Regions from separate parts of the Zea mays genome. Here region 2 is linked to region 1. Evidence: chromatin contacts called from public Hi-C data. All regions are on one chromosome and are shown on one strand. Each heading gives the region's core, a stretch centred on a gene start, on an enhancer-like site or on the middle of the called end of the contact. The rest is flanking DNA. Distances are from core to core; before and after follow the strand shown.

What was found. A called contact is a pair of places that touch in the nucleus more often than the background predicts.
Region 2: a contact with region 1 is called in a Hi-C map of bundle sheath, with 3 times the contacts expected there. The contact joins two enhancer-like sites. A contact is called at or near these places in 3 of 25 Hi-C or Micro-C datasets (bundle sheath, leaf and leaf mesophyll).

Annotation. Positions count from the first base shown.
Region 1 is chr4:160,654,272-160,660,785 of Zm-B73-REFERENCE-NAM-5.0, reverse strand. No RefSeq gene overlaps it. Among protein-coding and RNA genes, the nearest start is that of LOC109945571, 8.9 kb to the right of the region's middle. Within about 2 kb of position 4,810, at least 17 of the 20 cell types and tissues checked have an H3K27ac peak or open chromatin away from gene starts, as enhancers often do. A contact at or near this core is called in bundle sheath, leaf and leaf mesophyll, where this site is marked.
Region 2 is chr4:160,838,657-160,844,800 of Zm-B73-REFERENCE-NAM-5.0, reverse strand. LOC103653907 (RING-H2 finger protein ATL72) reads right to left here. Exons shown (of 3, transcript XM_008680715.4): 3 at 4,547-5,304. The coding sequence ends at 4,962. Among protein-coding and RNA genes, the nearest start is that of LOC103653907, 6.1 kb to the right of the region's middle. Within about 2 kb of position 2,775, at least 18 of the 20 cell types and tissues checked have an H3K27ac peak or open chromatin away from gene starts, as enhancers often do. A contact at or near this core is called in bundle sheath, leaf and leaf mesophyll, where this site is marked.

The DNA of each region.
Region 1 (6,514 bases), core at 3,561-6,060:
AATGTATTGTGTCTAAGTGCTGGAAACAGGAAAAATCCAATTGTAAATGTCTTGGCTCGAGCAGCCAAGACTCTGTTGAGTCTGGGAGCACCGGACTGTCCGGTGGTGCACCGGACAGTGTCCGGTGCGCCAGGATGGCTCGAGCGAAGTGGCCGCTCTCGGGAATTCACCGGCGACGTACGACTATAATTCACCGGACTGTCCGGTGTGCACCGGACTGTCCGGTGAGCCAACGGTCGGCCGCGCGATCTGCGCGGGACACGTGGCCGAGCCAACGGCTAGAAGGGGGCACCGGACTGTCCGGTGTGCACCGGACATGTCCGGTGCGCCAACAGCTCTCAGGCTGCCAACGGTCGACTGCGCCATTTTTTGAAGGAAATCGGGCACCGGACACTGTCCGGTGTGCACCGGACTGTCCGGTGCGCCAGTCGACAGAAGGCAAGATCAGCCTTCCTAGATTGCTCTCAACGGCTCCTAGCTGCCTTGGGGCTATAAAAGGGACCCCCTAGGCACATGGAGGAGTACACCAAGCATTTCTACAACATTCCTAAGCACCAAGACATCGATTTCGCGCATTCTTTTCATTGTGATAGCATATAGAGCTCTAGTGGAGTTGTGAACTCATTGAGTTGTGTTGCGAGCTCTTGTTGCGACTTGTGTGCGTGTTGACACTCTGTTGATTGTGTCTTGTGTGCGTTGCTAATCCCTTCCTTGCTCTGTGTTCTTTGTGAATTTCAAGTGTAAGGGCGAGAGGCTCCAAGTTGTGGAGATTCCTCGCAAACGGGATTGAGAAAAAGCAAGCAAAACACCGTGGTATTCAAGTGGGTCTTTGGACCGCTTGAGAGGGGTTGATTGCAACCCTCGTCCGTTGGGACGCCACAACGTGGAGTAGGCAAGCGTTGGTCTTGGCCGAACCACGGGATAACCACCGTGCCATCTCTGTGATTGATCCTTATTGGTTATTGTGTTTTGTTGAGGATTCCTATCTAGCCACTTGGCAATTATTGTGCTAACGATTAACCAAGTTTTGTGGCTTAAGTTTTCAAGTTTCACAGGATCACCTATTCACCCCCCCTCTAGGTGCTCTCACATCTGCATGATCTTCTTTCCAAATAGCGAACTTACTGGAAACATAGAGGACAAATCAAATGGGCTATGTTGGGGGATGCTGGCACGAAATTTTTTCACGCAAATGCCACTATCAAGCACCGCTACAACCATATTTTGTCTCTCGTTGGCGTTAATGGCACTGTTGTTACCTCTCATGTGGACAAAGAAGAAATGCTTTTCCAATCCTTCAAAGATAGATTGGGGACTTCTCAACCAACATCTATGGTTTTCAACTTGTCTTCGCTGATTCAGCCTGTTAGCAACCTGTCAACACTGGAAATGCCCTTCTCCCGCAGTGAGATTGATCAGATCATAAAGAATTTACCTTCAAATAAGTCGCCAGGTCCAGATGGTTTCAACACGGATTTTGTGCGCAAATGCTGGCCGGTGATTGCTACAAATTTTTATGAGCTTTGTGATAAATTTTATGATGGATCAATCTGCATGGATAGCATTAATGGTTCTTATGTGACTCTCATCCCTAAACACAGCTCTCCGGCCTCGGTGGGAGATTACAGACCGATATCCCTTCTCAACACAAGTATGAAAGTGCTGACTAAACTTCTTGCTAATCGTTTGCAGTTGGTGATGACCAAACTAGTTCACCAGAATCAATACGGCTTCCTGAAGGCAAGGACAATTCATGACTATTTAGCTTGGGCCTTTGAGTATATATCTATCTGTCACAAGTCGGGTAAAGAAATGGTCATTTTAAAACTGGATTTTGAAAAAACTTTTGACAAATTAGAGCATGCGGCTATCATTGATATTCTGAGGCATAAGGGCTTTGGGGACAAATGGATCCACTGGATTTGATTGATTCTAGGTTCTGGCACATCGCAAGTTCTTTTAAATGGTGTTCAGGGAAGACGTTTTCATTGCAGGCGCGGGGTCAGACAGGGGGACCCCCTGTCCCCCTTCTCTTTGTCCTAGCAGCAGATCTCCTTCAGTCAATTATTAACAAGGCCAAAGATTGTGGCATCCTCAAGCTCCCGATCCGGCACTCTTGTGGGACTGATTTCCCGGTTATCCAATATGCAGATGACACTATTCTGATCTTGGAAGCGTGCCCTAGACAACTTTTCTTCCTCAAAGCGATGCTTAACTCATTTGCAGACTCCACAGGCCTCCATGTGAACTATCACAAATCTAATATTTATCCCATCAATGTTTCAGATCAGAAAATGGCAATTTTAGCAAATACGTTTCACTGCAAAGTCGGATCTATGCCTTTCACATATCTCGGGCTTCCGTTGGGGCTTAAAAACCCAACTTGGGAGCATTCCTCCCCCTCATTCAGAAGATTGAAAGAAGGCTTGCATCAACATCTATTTTTTATCTCAGGCTGGCAGATTACAAATGATCAACGCGGTATTCTCCTCTCTTCCAACATATTTCATGTGCACCCTAAAGCTCCCAAAAACAGTGATCAATCAGATTGACAAACTCAGACGACTCTGTCTTTGGAGAGGAGCAGACATAAATGCAAAAAAAAACCTTCTCAAGTAGCTCGGAAAACAGTCTACAAACCAAAAGCCCAGGGGGGCTTGGCGTCATTAATCTTGAGTTGCAAAATAAAGCGCTCCTTATGAAATGTCTCCATAAATTCTATAATAGAGACACCATTCCATGGGTAAACATTATCTGGGCTACTCATTACAGCCATTCTCTACCTTCAGCTAAACCTGTTGGTTCGTTCTGGTGGAAAGATATTCTCAAAATCCAAGACGTATTTAAGGAAATTGCCCAGGTGGAGATTGGAAATGGAAAATCCACTCTCTTGTGGCGTGATCGTTGGGATGGTCTGCGCAAATCTATAAAATTCCCAGAGCTTTGGTCTTTTGCCTCCATCAAAGACATCAACATTAATCAAGCAAGGCTAGCTTCACCGAATGAAATGTTCCACACTCCCCTCTCTGTCGAAGCGTTTGAACAACTGCTTTCACTTCAGGACATTTTGGCAAATCTTCAGTTGCATGACCACAATGATAAATGGTGCTGTAATGCCTCTTCCAATTTGTTTTCCTCCCAGAAGGTCTATTCTCACTTGATCGGCAACCATCAGTCTCACCCTCTCTTCTCCTGGTTATGGAGATCTAAATGCCAACCTAAACACAAGGTATTCTTCTGGTTGCTGCTTAAAAACAGAATGAACACCCGCCCCTTCCTCAGGCGGCGATCAATGCCTTTGGACTCCTTCACCTGCGATAACTGTATATTTTAGATAGAAGAGATGGTTATTCACTTATTTTTCAGATGTAATTTTGCTCGGAGATGTTGGTTACTTCTGGACATCCACCCGCCGAGAACAACAGATCTTCTACATACCTTAATGAGGATTCAAAGGAGATTGCACGTCTCATGGAGGTTGGAAAGTATCATCATTATGACGTGGTGCATTTGGAGGAGCAGAAACAACTGGATTTTTAATGAGACCCCTCCCACAGTTATTGAATGCAAGGCAATGTTTAGGAAAGAATTTCTCCTGATGTGTCATCGAGTCAAGCCTTCTCTCAAAGAGGAAATTATGGTGTGTTTGGTTTGAGGAATGAAGTGATTCATCTTCTTCTCACTCCTCACATTTTTATTTGGTTTGTTGAATAGAATGAGTTGATCCATCACCACCCCATTCCTCGTAAGCTAATAATTAGTATATACATGAGGAGTGGGTTGATTCCACCAAAATTGATGGAATGAACTTATGATGGATCACCTCATAAAGTATTGGGTGACTCCACAAACCAAACACACCATAAGTAATTGGCTGCATAATTTAGATCTGTAACCCGCCACCTCTCACCGTCCTCCTCCAGCAGCGCGCAGAAGACGGTGAAGTAGCCGCCGTACTTCTGGCGCCCGTACTCCGAGTCCTCGCCGCACTGCAGCACCGCGTACGAGCCCGCCCACGAGGGGGCGGCGGCGACGGCCTCCAGCGCGGCCGACGCGACGTTGTCGAGCGGCTACCTGCACGACGAGCAGCGCGGCGGCGAGGGTCGTCCGCCCTTCTTCCCCGCGCAGCCTCCTCGTCGTCGGTGTTGACCGCCTCCGAGGAAGTCCGTCGGGAACTAGCTGTCGGTATGGTCGCGATGGGAAGACGCAAGGGAGAAGGTTCCGCCCTAGCGCGGGAGAGAGTAAATCGGCGTGTCGCGGACGTCCGAAGATCCGCCACAATTAGCGGCTCTGGCGACGTCTGTAAATTTTAGCAGACGGTTTGGAGAACCTTGCTGGAGGCGAAAAGGAGCTCCACGTCTTCCAAATTTAGCGGACAGGACGGTTTACATACCGTTGTTGGAGACAGTCTTAACGGCCGCTGCATGTGTGTTTCTAGCAGAGCTATATGGGTGCTGCTCGTACACATAAGTGAAGCGACGAGAGGTGCTGCCGCTGTCGATGGCCACCCGGCTCGATCTAGCTAGGTTGGGGCCGGGGGTGTTGTACTTGTGGCTCACACACACTGGGATAGCTAGCTAGCTTCTCCTTTACAATAGCCACGACTAGCTAGCCAGATCATCAAAACAAGAAGGTACGGTGCCGGCATATGATGTCCATCGATCTCCATCACCTGCAAATCTGTCAATCAGTCACTAGCTTGTCGCCACTCGTGATTGTTGACATCCGCGACCACTACTCCTCCTACCACCTTCCATCCACGTCGAACTCGTGTGCCACAGGTGTCCCTTCCCATGCACTCCACTCCACCACAGACCACCGCTCTCCTCGTCGTCGTCTGTGGTCGCCCACAGTGTGTCCACTGTAGTTTGTACATCTGTAGCCGATCGATGCTTCCGGCTTCGTCCTGTGTGCCTGTGCCTGTTCCTGTTCGAGATCTTTTGTATTCCGTCCAATCCGGCGCCTAGCTTCTGATACTGGGACGTCGTCGCGTCTGGTGTTTTCCTGTGCCGGCCGGTAGGTAGGTGCCCAAGGACCAAAAGTTTGCGAAAGCTTGTTGGCCAATGATCTTGAGTCGTAGATCACGTGTGTAGCAGGGGGAGCGTGTAGGACCCTGCAACGAGCGGAAGGAGAGCCTGCAGCGTGGCCTGCCCTCTGCCGCTGGACTCGCATTTTAATTAGTTCTGTATACCCACTGTATATACATAGCTAGTTATATATAAGCACTCAACCAGCTTAATAAAAGGCTGGATACGTTGTCTTCTTAAGTAAGGTTATCAAAATAACGAAAGATGGTTCGACGGCTACGTACTCCTCTAATCATAAAGATTTGATTCTCTGTAAAATTAAATAGGACGGCTCAATCTACGTATCTAATTAACTATATATATATATATATATATATATATATATATATATATATATATATATATATATATATATATATATATATATATATATATATATATATATACTAGGTGAGTGTCCGTGCGTTGCGACGAAAGTAAAAAATTTGTATGAAACATATAAACGGAACGACAAATATCACTATGATATGTAAAATTCCGTGTGGTAAACATTATCAATATCACACATTATTTCTAAGAAGTTAATTTAGATTTTTGTAATGACGGACAAATATGTCGACAACCATACACTAATCTAATCTTTTTTAGCGATATCGATAAGTCGCTGTTGTATGTTTGCAGGGATGATATATCGACACGAATTGTCCTCATAACTTAACAGATCAATTACAAAGTTCCTTCGAATAATCTTTGCATCCTACACACAAAGACAGCAGAGAACAAAACATCAAATTTGTATTATGTAACCGGAATGTATGTTTGAACATGAAACGAGCGTACTACACTCACCCTAATAAATTCCATTCGTCTGTCATTCCCTCACATGGTCATAACTTGGAGAACGAGGTAGCTGGTATTAAGCCTATAAATGAATGTTTGGCCAACTATGTTATATACAATGATTATCATAGAAAAATTTAAATTGCTGAGAAGGTGGTACGAAGAAAATACCCTCTGAAGTCAATTGGAACACCATTCCGAATTGTATGTTCCCACTTAAAATATCCTTCGCCCATACATAATGTTTCTTGTTGTAGGCAATCTTATATTTCTTTGAGGCCATGATAATCGCTTCTGTGAATCTCTTGTATGACATGTGCTTATACCTATCTGTCTGCTTTGCATATGTCATTTCTATTTCTTTAAGCGGCCGAGAAGCAACTTGGAGGTCTGGCCACCTGTGGTCTTTTAACTCCTTACGTTGAGATATCATATCAATTTATCTTTGAAGTCCTTTAATCTTTATATATTGTAAAACAAAATCAGAGATTGGGATAAGTTAATAGTGAATTAGTAATTAGCTTGTGCATACTCACAGAGTCAGTGAGGTCTTTGCGGTCTTGTGAAGTACCAAGTGAATCGAGCACTTGTATCTCCATATTTCTTGCATTGATCACGACAAGATACCAATGCGTCTCTCGGATGTT
Region 2 (6,144 bases), core at 1,526-4,025, 190 kb before region 1:
TTAAGACATCTTATTGTTTCAGTTTCTTATCTCAAATATTATAGAATTATATTATTACAGGTTGATGTGACATATTTGGATTCAAAACGGTTGACTGTTATTGCTGTAAGAACATACTTTATGTACTCTCATGATCATTCTGCATTCAATATATCTACAACCTAATGAGACATTTTCTTGGCTTTTAGATACCAAACCTTGCTACTATTTATTCACATGTATGTTTTCAATCACTGGCAGACTTCGTAACTTTTGGACATTTTGACCTTTGTAAAGTCATATTAAGACATCGTATTGTATCCAGTTTCTTATCTTAACTATTCTGTTCTCCCCACAATTTTTGGTTCTACATGAGGAAGATCATATAGCTCACCAGGAAGATGAGAGTACTGGTTGGTGTTTATATACTGCCAAATAAGGCTTCAATCGAGATAGGTATTTTTTTCTTTATATTAGGTTATTATGGTGCAAAACTGGATTTACAACTATGCTACCCTGCCCCCCCCTCAAAAAAAAGATACCTACAGATGTTGGGCATTTGAAAAGAATTGTGAAATCAAAATATCCATATATTGAGAGCAAATCTTGATGTAATCACTACTGATCGAAGTGCACCTGAGTATTTTTATGTCTTTAAAGGAGTAGCTGAGGAACTAAAGAAGGAACGATTGGGACAGGTTTGTTAGGATGAACTTAAGTTCGTTCCACTCTTTTAAATCTTAAGAAATGTGTTAAGTCTAGCATCAGTGCTTAAGCTCTTGGTGCACACTACTTTAATGCTCAGTTTAGTCTCTAGTTGATATAAATGCTATAATTTCATTGGCAACCACTGCCAAAAAAACATAGTTTGCTAAATTTAATCTGATACTGATATTCTCATGTCCTCAATAACGAGTACTTTAAATATATACATGTTCATCACATAGCATCAAGTTATATATGCTTATAATAAAAATTTACACCACGGATCAGCACGCGCGCATGGGCGCGCCATACACTAGTACAAATTATGAAGAAACGCAAAGTGGCCGGTCGCCCACTCGTCCACTCGCGCGTAGAGATGGCAATGGGTAAAAACCCGCTGGGTATTACTTGCCCAAACCCGTACCCGCGAAGAAAAAATACGCCCGCTAAAAAACTCATACCCATGACGGGTATAAAATTTTGCCCAAACCCATACCCACGCGGGTTTCGGGTACCCACCGGGTTTCCCATACCCACTAACATCAACATAAAAAATAATTCATCATGTAAATGACAATCAATACATTAATAAGCTAGCATAAACGGAACAAGTGACAACTAATTTTAGCCTAAAATTTGTTACATGAAGTTTATTTCAATTAGAACATATTCAATTAATAATATTATGAGACATATTTATAAGGAATGTTAATTTTAAGGCGGGTTTTAAAAACCCATGGGTTTGCGGGTATGGGTAGTGGAAGAACAAACCCATGCCCACGTACCCATTGGGTTTCCATTTGAACCCATTAACAAACTCATGGATAGAGAAATTGACCCAAACCCATACCCTAATAGAGCAAAAACCCACCGGGTTTCGGGTAGCGGGTACCCATTGCCATCTCTACTCGCGCGGCAGCACGGAAAGTGGCCGGTCGTCGTCGGCCGGCCCGCGCGCGCGGCGCGGCGCATTGAGGTCGGTGCGGCTTGTGACGGCCCGCGGCTCCTGCCCCATGCCTGGAGTCCGATTGGCTAGAGAGGATCGGTGCGGCAGGTGTCACACGACCGGCCCTTCCTTCGCGCGGATAAAATCTGCTGTCCACCGCGGAATCCACGCTAGCGTGCGCATTGCACTCGCGGATAATGTGCGGATGCTCTCGCTTTGAGCATACGGTGAGCAAACCGATTATGCCCTTAATTATTACTCCCTCTGTTTCTTTTTATTTATCGCTGGATAGTGTAATTTTGCACTATCCAACGATAAATAAAAAAAACGGAGGGAGTATCATATATACGGAGAGGCATCTACTTTACATGTGTGATCAGATCAAGTAGGACGGCTACTTACCCGACGACAAATATATCCGGTTTTTTATGGTGCATGCAAACGGCCAGCCTGTTAGTTTAGCTTTAATCCATAGCGGCTTCTAGAGTCGTACTATTTTTACAGTGTTTTCGTCTCTATAAATTACAGCTGCAACAATCTAGACAACCGGTTTTAATCAGGGCCGTTCATGAGGTTTGAGGGGTTCGGGACGACATTATAAATAGGAGCTCGGTACCATAACAACTATTTTTCACTATTATTATATAACCTAATTAAAATGATTTAATGTATCTCAGAAAAAAATTATACATTAAAAAAAGTAAGATCATCAAATTATTTTCCTCAAAACAAATAAATACAATGCATATTATAAACAAATAATTGTCTTGCCTCACAGCTTGATCCCTTGACGGCTTGACCCCTGCCGACTGCCGTGCGTAGTGGGCAGTGTGTTGCGTGATCCCCTGCTCCCTGCGTCTGCCGATCTGCGTGCACAATGCACTCTGCCAATCATGTACTCCGGTGGGTGAGTGGGTCACGCCGACGATGTTGTGGTAGAGCGTAGAGGAGAGAGGAACAACTCTCGCTGGCCGTTGTGCCTGCACGCGAGGAGGAGGAGCTCGATCGTGTGACACGTCGTGCGTGCGTCATGTGAGGATGCATGAAACAGGGTGCGACGGCGGCTACTGGGTATAGGCCCTAGCTATATTACCTGCATATTTGAGGGTGCCGATGACGCGTGTGAGTGAGACGGTCATGGACTGTGCTCTTGAGTCCAGCCTCTTGACTCCCATGTGGTGTATGGGGTGGGGCCCCTGGGAATTGGGTCCAGATCGAACGTCCCGCTCGCCCCTTAGGGCTTGTTCGGTTTGAAGGGGTTTAAGGCTATGTTCGTTTGATCCCAAAACCAGAGGGATTGAGGGGGATTGGAAGAGATTGGAGAGGATTTTGACTTGTAGGGGATTTAATCCCCTCAATCCCTATGGATTGGCACAAAACGAACAGGGCCTAAGGGGGATTGGAGGGGATTCAATCCCCTTCTATATAAATTTGTATAGAAGGGGATTGAATCCCCTCCAATCCCCCTCAATCCACTCCTAACCGAACAGGGCCTTATAGGGCATGAGTCTGATTTTAATACGAAGCCAACAATCCAAGTGATGACATACAACACAAAAGCGTAAAACACCTTTTTATTATCCGTTCAATCATCCATACACACATTTTTTTTAAAAAAAATACTATAGGCCGACATAATGCTCCTGCGGGACCCCGGGCCAGCCTGCTGCCTGGACGAGAGCAGCGCGTTGTGGTCGTCGATCGCCTGTCCAATCTGACAACCAGGTCGCCGTCGTCGAGCCAGAGCGCGCGAGAGAGGAAAGAGCCGCCGTCATCACAGTCCGCTGCTGCTGACAAAACCGACTGCCGTGGCAGCATGTTTCGTGCAGATGGTTCCGGTCGAGGTTTTTTTGATAGGTGTATTGACCTTGAATCTAAGCTCGAGTCGTGCGACCAGCAAAGCGCCTGTGCTGTGCGCCCATGCATACAGCACTAATCATATCCTAAACTAAACATATCCTTTTACGCTAAAAAGATTTAAAATCAGATTTAATCGGGATCTATTTCTATTATTTTTAAAATAATATTAATTAGGAAGGAACATTTGGATCAGTCACTCCTAGGAACGGCAGAACAACGCACAACCGTCAAGAAAACCGGCGGCGGAGTGCATGCCCTATGCCGGCGCGACGTCATGGCATCCAGCCGGCGCCCCGGAGGTACAAGTCGGTCGGGACCCGATCCCCTTTCCCCTTTTCGGGTGACGTCAAATCGTATTCGTTGCACGCAGTAAAAAGCCGCGTGGAAGGCTGGAGAGCGCGCACGCCTCAACGGGACGGATGCGCTGCACCCCGATTGTTCCAACTTCCAAGCCGCGCCCTCCACTTGCTGTTTTCTGCTTGCTCCGCGGAGGCGCCAGGCCGTGGCCGCTGGACTGATCTGACGCGCGCGCGCGTGCATCCAATCCACCGCGCAGCGCCGCCACAGTCTCTGCTCCTGCTCTGCTCGCGACTCGTGTAGCCACGCGCCCACGCGGTCACACAGACAGACGCCGGTTTACACCTTTTTACAGTGGCTGGTCGGCCAGGCCCAGGCGCCACCCCCGGTGTCTTCCGGCCAGGCTCCATGACACGGTTTGGACTTTGGAACCACTGCCAGGCTGATCTGGGACTGTATCCAGTGGCGCACGCAACAATTGTTCGTGGGAAATGATGTGTCGTCACAGCCCCGCTCACGGTAGGAAAACAGGGTAAAGAGAGCGCGAGCAGCGCAAACTGTCCAAGTCCAGGTCGCTGATGGAACGTCACGGCTGTTGGCACAGGAACTACAGGAGTAAAGAGCCGCGTTCGTTCACAGTCTGGAAAGTGAGCAATGGCAAGGTCGCTGATGGAACGTCACGGCTGTTTTGCTGGGATGAACACACGCCATATTTACCCGTTCCTTTCCCAAAACCCAGAACAAATATGTGGAGTGCACTGACAGTGACAAGGCGATGCCCCCTCACAGAACATATTTACCCGTTCATGAGCCGAAATGCTCCCTTGAGCACCGGCAATTAATTGGCGGGCGGAGCCGCTGCAAATATCTCCGCAGCTCCAAATCTGAACAGTTTACCATTTCTTTACAGAATACAATGACAATACATCAAAAAAAGAAAGAAAAGCCCAAAGGCAGGTACCGAGACTGCGAAAGGGAACCGCTATGCTACAGCTCGAAATGTACAAAGAATGCTGCTACACACCAGGCCCGTCCTGTTCCTGTACCCCCAACCAACTACCGTGCTGCAGGACGAACAGCCCAGCCAGCTAGCATGGTTTCTGCAACGCCGGATTCCTTCTGACGCCTGACAGGAGTATAGTAGCTTCACCACAGTCTCAACCTTGTACCCTCCTCATTGTCTCTGTGGCTGGATCTCGATGATCACCTCCAACGATTCCTGCGAGGCTGGGCTGTTCTGTCTGCCTCCAGCACGATCGCGATGGATCGGGAGTATCCAATGGGGCGATCTATTGACTGGGCTGCCGGCATGTCCCAGTATCTGAGGGAGTGGGGTACGGAGAGGGGATGCTGTAGGTTTCGCGCCAGGCTGGTCCTTCAATGAGACGCGGCATATTGGGCAGGTAGTCTGTTTCTGCAACCATACATCTATGCATTCGAGATGGAAGTTGTGTTGGCATGTAGGCATTATACGCAGTATCTCTTTATCGCTGTATTCACCTAAACATATGGAGCACCTGCCAAATGAAAATGAGGGACACATTATTTTCTTTTCGAGTTACAAGTAAACATACCACATAAAGGTAACCTATGCAATTCCTTTGGTTTCCATGATGCTCATCAACAATCATCAGGTGGTGATATAGTTCTATCAGAAATATTTCTCTCTTAACTTGCTAAATTATCATATAGGATATATATATATATATAATCTAATAATCCATATCTCATTTCAGATATTTTCATTTTTTTTCAATAACAGATAAAACTACAACGCAAGCAATATCTGCTGGGCAATTAATTAGGTGCCCGCCATGAAACTGCTAATATCAGGCAAGAGCTGTGTATACTAGTTGTGGCTGTTCAACAAAAGATGCTAGTCAACTATTTGATCAAAGATTAATATAGTCATGAATAAATATCTTCCTCAGCATGTACATAAATTTCTGCCCACCTTCCCATACTTACAAGAGACAAAATACAGACAAGAGGTAGCTGTACATCTTGTTCAAGAAAAATATGGTTCTAGATCAGATAATTTATAAATACAACTAAAAATCTGTCCATTAAAGTGCTTCACTCAGTTATAGAATCTTTACTGATATAACCCATGTAGCAGCTATATAGTATATACACACAGTTTTTAGAACTTATAAGTTACCCAATAACAAAAAACTGGAAATTGTGGAGGCTTGATGATCAAGCAACCATTTTAACTCAGTGGTACACACACTGATATATATATATATATATATATATATATATATATATATATATATATATATATATATATATATATATATATATATATATATATATAATAGGGAGGGGCTTCCCCCTACTTGTTAAATATTAAA